Linked DNA regions of Zea mays: region 1 is linked to region 2. The links are chromatin contacts, called in public Hi-C maps. All regions are on one chromosome and are shown on one strand. The core of a region is the stretch at or near the end of the contact, and the rest is flanking DNA. Distances in the headings are between cores, read along the strand shown. Region 1 holds the start of LOC100286247. Region 2 has its middle 63 kb from the start of LOC100278102.

The links. Hi-C and Micro-C count contacts between places; a contact is called where the count stands out from the background.
Region 1: a Hi-C map of tassel shows a contact between it and region 2, with 2.4 times the contacts expected there. The contact joins the promoter of LOC100286247 here to the enhancer-like site in region 2. A contact is called at or near these places in 2 of 25 Hi-C or Micro-C datasets (leaf and tassel).

The regions. Positions count from the first base shown.
Region 1 is chr4:161,114,464-161,118,017 of Zm-B73-REFERENCE-NAM-5.0, forward strand. LOC100286247 reads left to right here and starts at 1,834. Exons shown (of 3, transcript NM_001347197.1): 1 at 1,834-2,028; 2 at 2,136-2,414; 3 at 2,560-2,941. The coding sequence starts at 1,950. The coding sequence ends at 2,867.
Region 2 is chr4:160,983,498-160,987,113 of Zm-B73-REFERENCE-NAM-5.0, forward strand. No RefSeq gene overlaps it. Among protein-coding and RNA genes, the nearest start is that of LOC100278102, 63 kb to the right of the region's middle. Within about 2 kb of position 1,289, at least 19 of the 20 cell types and tissues checked have an H3K27ac peak or open chromatin away from gene starts, as enhancers often do. A contact at or near this core is called in leaf and tassel, where this site is marked.

The sequences.
Region 1 (3,554 bases), core at 584-3,083, 130 kb after region 2:
GCGTAGTGTACCAGTTAGAGATAGATGGAATCTAATCCTGACCGTGTGCAACCGATCGGACGGCTGGCATCCCACGAGAAGTTGGATATTTGGCAATCCACAACGACTTCTAGTGGCTAAAATCCATATTTAAGCTGAAACAAGCGGAGGCTTGGCTGAGGTGAGAAAGGGTACGAGGAGATCACCCTAGCCATAGACAAAGCTCTGCTCTAAAATGTCTACAGCGCTGGTGCATGATTGCAATGGCAGGATTCATATACATTCTATCTCTCAAGTCCGATTTTACCTTTTTTGAATGAGTTATTACTCTGCTTTTAAGAAAGCAAAAAAGGATCCAGTGGTTGCATCTAGAAATTACATGAGAAACCACCCGAAAATGCCACCGGTGGATCACTGCAGGCTACTAGAGGGAAACCAGAAACAAACAGACAACCAATCTCTCAATCAATTTATACGACACTATTAGCGCCGATCTGGGCACCAAACATTGGAAAGGACCGTCTGGTGGTACTATTCGTGGAGTCGCGGATGGTCCGCGACCCTGGGCCGGACGGTCCACGAGCGCAGGAGCGACTCCTCCTCTACGTACGTCTGGACGGTCCGCGACGACGCGAAGGGTCTTCTTCTTCGCAACATACCTAGATCTCGCCTCCTGGGAGGGACCCCGTCGGGAGGAGAGATCCTAGGGTGTGTTTTGGCGTCGGCAGGCCACCCAAGACGCCTCTAATCGACATAGAACCGAAGATAGGTGAAGATTTGAGGCAGAGGGAGGCTAAACTAGAGCTATTCCTAATACATAAGGTAAAAATGATAAGTAGATTTGATTTGATCGATTGTGGGGGTTCAATCGGTCGTAGCACTTCATCTATATAAAGGGGAGGTCTGAACACGTTACAAGTCGGTTCCCGAGTTAATCCCGCATATTTAGCTAACAAATCCCACAAGAAACTCGGAACCCTAACTGATTATGCGCACTCGTGGACCGTCCACGCCACCACCGCGGACCGTCCGAACCATGGACCGTCTGGACGCGGATCGTCTGCCTGCCCAAAAGTGGGCTCAAGAGACACCAAACCAGCATATGAATCCAGGGAAAAACAACTCTCAGATATTCTCGATGTTGGAAACCTCTCTAGCCGCAGACTAGAAGTTACTAACCACCTCTTTAAGGTTTTGTTTGGATACTCTAGTATTTATCTCAATCCACATGTATTGAGGTAGATTAAGGTGTAAATTAGTTTAAGTTACAGTACAATTCACCTCAATACATATGGATTAAGGTTAATACTAAAATACCCAAAGTAGCTCTAAGGAACTATCCCTTTAAGGAACTGAGTCAACTCCTCGCCTTCTCTTATCTTTTTGGTTTTTACATCCTATTTCAATCCCATTCTATTTTCCAAATCTTATCTTAACTATTATTTCAAACTTTATATATAAATAATGTAATCCATAATTTAAAACACTACTAGTATTTTACACTCTCACTACATACGATCGGATGGGCAAAACCGGGTTTCTGCACAAGGATTCGTATGCTACCCAAGGGCTTGCTGTGCGATAAAGCAGCAGCCAAAACTCGGTGCTCCGAAACCACCGAAAGGCCAAAAGATATGGAATGCCCATGCGTGTCACCTGCCGCTGCCATGGCAGGACAGGATGCCGTTGCCACCGCAACGACCCACAGCTTTTACTGCAACGACGACCACAGTCCCCCGTGGCCTTTGGAGCGCAGACACAAGTTTACCGACTAGTACCGAGCGACCAGACGACGGGAGCCGTCATAACGCATAAATATATCCACCGCCTCACACTTCCTCTGACACCGCTGCTGCCTCTTCTTCCCTCCTCTCGAGAAGCTGCCTGCTACCCGCGCGCTGCCTCTCCCTTCCACTCCATACCATACCGCCACGACAACGTCGACAAGCGCAATACCGGAGCCCTCCGAAATGGCCGAGGACAAGGAGACCGACTCGCCGCAGCCGCCGGCCAAGCTGCCCCGCCTCTCCCGCGCCGACACGAGCGCCGGTAAGCACGCGCGGGCAGGCAGTAGTACGTTCTAGCCCCGGTTGGTTAGTTGAAGTACTAGCTGGTAGCTGATCGCTCTGTGTTTGGCGTTTCTGTCCTGTTCGCAGGAGAGGTGACCATGGCGGCCTCGTCGCCGCTGGTTCTTGGGCTGGGGCTGGGCCTCGGCGGGCGCGGCGGCGGCGGCGAGCGAGACGCGGATGTGTCCCCCGCGACGGTGACTCCCAAGAGGCCGTCGGCGCTGACGTTCATGCAGCAGCAGGAGCTGGAGCACCAGGTGCTCATCTACCGCTACTTCGCCGCGGGCGCGCCGGTGCCGGTGCACCTGGTGCTCCCCATCTGGAAGAGCGTCGCCGCGTCCTCCTTCGGCCCGCAGCGCTTTCCCTCGCGTAAGCACCGGCAGAAGCTCCAATACCTTGTGTTTTTTTGTTTGTTTTTGTTTTGCTTTTCTACTGTTCGGCACGTACGAGGTACGACCGGCGTCGTGGAGGAGGCTGTTTGGAATGAATGAACGAATGAATGAATGTCTTGCAGTGATGGGCCTGGGCAGCCTGTGCTTCGACTACCGCAGCAGCATGGAGCCGGAGCCCGGGCGGTGCCGGCGCACGGACGGCAAGAAGTGGCGGTGCTCCCGCGACGTGGTGCCGGGCCACAAGTACTGCGAGCGGCACGTCCACCGCGGCCGCGGCCGTTCAAGAAAGCCTGTGGAAGCCGCCGCGGCACCGGCGGCGGCGGCCGGCGGCAGCAGCCCCGTCCTCCGGGTCGCCGCGCCCCAGCACGTGCTCGGCCTCTCCTCGCCCACCAGCGTCCTCCTCGCCCACGGCGCCGCGCGTGCCACGTGAGTAGCGCGCCGCCGCGGGCCGACCGATGGTGCCGTGGTCTACTGGTCTTGGGCCTCGGAATCACGAGGGGCAAACGGAATCCGCAGGGGTTATTACTGTGTCGTGCGTGCTGTAATCTTTTTTTTCTTCTCTCCCTCGCAGAAGTCGAGAAAACAACCCGGTTTAGCATGCATCGGTACGGTAGCTCGCTGCGTTGATTCTGCTGTTTACGTGTGCCTGAGACACCAGTACACGGGGGGAATCATTTTTCTTCTGTTGTGTTTGGGGAGGGCGGCCTCGCTGGTGTGGGGGCGATCCGGCTCCTGGGCGGGGGCGCGGGGCCCCCCGGCTTGCTGTCCCTCCTGGGGACGCGAAGGGGTGAGCTGTGAGCAGCACTGCGTGCTCTGGACCTTGTCAGAGGCTGGCTCGGGCTGCGTGACGACTCACGATGCGTTGGAGGCTGCACTCTGTCTGCGCATGGCGCAGGCGCAGGCGCAGCGGCCTGCGGCGGTGTGGGCCTGTTGGCTGTTGCCTCGCCGGTGCAAAACCATCGTCCGAGGGGGCTGCCTTGTTGCTTGGGAACGGAGATTTCATGATGGTTGAGTGAGTCCTTGTTTTTTTTATTTTAACCTATATTTAACTTGTATAATCTGAATGGAAAACTATCTTTAGATTTTATATACAGCAACCCATTTACACCGTCAACGG
Region 2 (3,616 bases), core at 39-2,538:
ATGTGATAGGGAAACAAATTTATCATGAAGTTTGAATTTTGAATAGGGATTTAAATTTGGAATTTGAAAACAAAGGGAAAACAAAAAGGAAATAAAACAGAAAAGAAAATAAAAGGGAAAGAAACAGTTAACTGGGCCACTCTGCGCATTTCGGTCCTTTAGGGCTGATTTGGTGGTAAGGGATCCCAAGGGGATCCATGGGGGAGAAATCCTCTTGCAATTCAATTTTGAATAACAAGGGGATTCCTCCCCCATGGATCCCCTTGGGATCCCTTAGCACCAAATCAGCCCTTAGAATCCGCTCCCGCGCAGCCCAGCCTAGAGACTGGCGCCGACACCTGGGCCCCGCCCGTCAGTCTCTCGTTCGCGCGTCTCTGCTTGGTCACGCGCCGACGTACGGGACCCGCACTGTCAGCCTCACATCGCTCTTACGGGCACGGGTTTAATCTCGCTGACACCTGGGGCCAGGAACGAGTCAACCTTCGTGCTCCTAGTGGTTGCGGCGACCGTGGGGAAATGGCGGAACGACCTCCTCCCCTGCGCATGGGAGTAGATGGGATTGAGGTCTGGGAATAAAACTGTGGGTTGTGCTCCTTTTGGCTGCCCTGCTACGACTTACGCGATTGAAACCAAGCGCCGCCATATCGACCACACAGCCGGGGGAGAAGAGAGAGGGCTTGGAAGCCGCGGGTTGCCGCCATCCGGTGCCGGAGTTCTTGGGCATTGGGCTCTTGGGGGTGTACCAGGGGGGTTCATCGGTGTATACTGAAGCCAGGGATAGCGAATCCGAGCCAAGGGAACTACGGAAGGGCCAGAGATTTCTCGCCGGCGCAGAGGCATCTCCCCTAAGCACTGGGTGGCGTTGACCGGGTGCTGCATCAACTTGACGCAGGTAAAAATTGGCCAGTCGTGTTCATTGCTTCCTAAGCTTCGCGTAGAAGTAATCGGCTAGGGATTTAGAGCCAGGATTACCCGTGTGAGACATCGCCGGCTTGCTGCCTACCGCTCGGCGTTGGGCGCCGCCACTCCCGCTCCTGTCCGGTCGGAATTGGGGAAGATAGCTTCCTGATCATCGGATCTGTGAGCAAGGGCCAAGATAGAACGCGCTCTGGTTAGCTCTCTGCCGCACATATGTAGATCTCCGGTCACGATTAAATGTGGAGATACCCTTTCAGCTAGGTGAATCGACACCTTTAGATTTCGATCGGACGGTTCCGCATCTGAATTAGGGCATAATGAATCTAGTGCGTAGATCGACAATCGAACGGTTGCCTGCGCACATCGTTCTGGCGCGGGATGGAATCTAATCGGGGCCATAGATCTTGGATCGGACGGCCAGAGCTCTCCGATACCCCTTCATCGTGTGTTTTTATAAAGGGACCCTGGGAAATAGAGAATTAACCCGCGGTTCATCTCTGGTGTAGTGTGAGTCTAGGGATTTTTATAGGAGAGCCCCTGCACTTTCTGAAATTTGGTGCGCAGTCCAGATAATTGATAAAACCAGAAAAATTATTTAGAAAATAGTTTTTAGTACGCATTTAATTGCATAAACTTGTTAAATTGCTAGAAATTCATACTTAGTCCAAATTAATCCATTCCAATTTCTATAATTTTATAATATTATTGTTTATCACCTAGTGTCTCTGTTTTGGCATGAAAATAGTAATAAAATTTATTTCTTAGTTAATCTTGTATCAAATACATAAAACCTTTGGAAATTCATAACTTAAAATCCATAACTCCAAAATTAATTATTCATGTGAGAGCACCTAGAGGGGGATGAATAGGTGATCCTGTAAAATCAAACACTAAATAGCCACAAACTTGATTATTAAAGTGTTAGTGTAACAAAGTGGCTATGGAGCGAGCTCGTGCGAACAAAACAATCACAGAAAAGCAACACACGAGACACACGATTTTTATCCCGTGGTTCGGCCAAGTAACACTTGCCTACTTCCACGTTGTGGCGTCCCAATGGACGAGGGTTGCACTCAACCCCTTTCAAGTGATCCAATGATTGACTTGAATACCACAATCTGTTATCTTGAGTATTCTTCCCGTTTGCGAGGAATCTCCACAAGTTGGAGCCTCTCGCCCTTACAAGGTTATGATCACAAAGAAAGCACAAGAGTAAGGATGGGAGAGCAACACACGCAAGACCCAAATCCGCAGCGCACACATGCACACAAGTGAAGAAGTGAGCACACAAACACAGCTCAAGGAGTTTACAACTTTAACAGTGCTCAAATCTCAAGAACGATGATCCGATTGCGTGAATGCAGAGTCTAGGTGTCATAGGATGTTTCTTGTAAGTTTGGTTTGTTGCTCCATGCGCCTAGGGGTCCCTTTTATAGCCCCAAGAAAGCTAGGAGCCGTTGGAGATCAACTTGGAAGGCAATTCTTGCCTTCTGTCGAGTGGTGCACCGGACAGTCCGGTGCACCACCGGACAACCACTGTAGCAGTCCGGTGCGCGATCTCCTTCCATATTGGGTGCAGCCGACCGTTGGGCCTCGGGACCGGTTGGCGCACCAGATACTGTCCGGTGCACACCGGGCAGTCCGGTGTGCCCATCCGACCGTTGGCACGGACCACGTGTCGCACGTTGATAGCGCGAACGACCGTTGGCCGCTGGCACCGTTGACTCACCGGACAGTCTAGTGCACCACCGGACAATCCGGTGAATTATAGCCACATCGCCTTTCTCTTTTCTCGAGAGCAGCCGGTTCACCGTTGACCAGCCTAGGGCACCGGACACTATTCGGTGCACCACCGGACAGTCCGGTGTGCCAGGCCCGAGCTGGTTTTGGATGTACTTAGCCAACTCTTCTCCAATTCAAGTCTTCTTTTCTTGGCACTGTTTCTAGTACTTAGATAGACAATATTAGTATTGAAAAACAATTCACTAAGTCTAGAAACATACCTTGTTCTTTGATTTGCACTTCTCACTCATTTAGCACATAAGAACTTAATCAATATGTGTTGGACATTTAATCACCAAAACATTATAGAAATGGCCCAAGGGCACATTTCCCTTTCAATTTCCCCCTTTTTGGTGACTTATGTCAACACATCAAAAAGCAACAAGAGAAGTGCAACATCAATGCAAAATGAAGACCAAATTCTCTTTACTTAGGATTTGGCATATTTGGATCATTCTTTGCCACCACTTGGTTTGTTTTTGCAAATCAAATTCTTTTTCCTATCTCTAAGTCAAACACCCTTGTTTGGGCAAATCAAGAGATATTCCAAGAGTAAAATTGATCAAGTGCCAAAAACTCCCCCTTTTCCCATAGTCAAAATTCTCCCCCATAAGCGACCATATTTTGCAATAAGAGTATTTTGACAAAAACCAAATTCTAACTCCTCTATTTTCAAAATTCACAAGTGGTTGGCTGATCCATTTTGCTTTGGCCTTAGTTTCTCCCCCTTTGGCATTAAGCACCAAACGGGATAATTCTTGGCCCTTTAACCCATTGCCTCACCAAAATGTCAATTAAGAGCAGAAAGGCAATGAGAGCACAAGTATGAACTTGGAATTAAATACACTAATACAGGAGTGCAGTGGAAGTCTTGTCGTCGTCCAAGCTCATTTTCCCTTTCAATGTACCTTCGAGA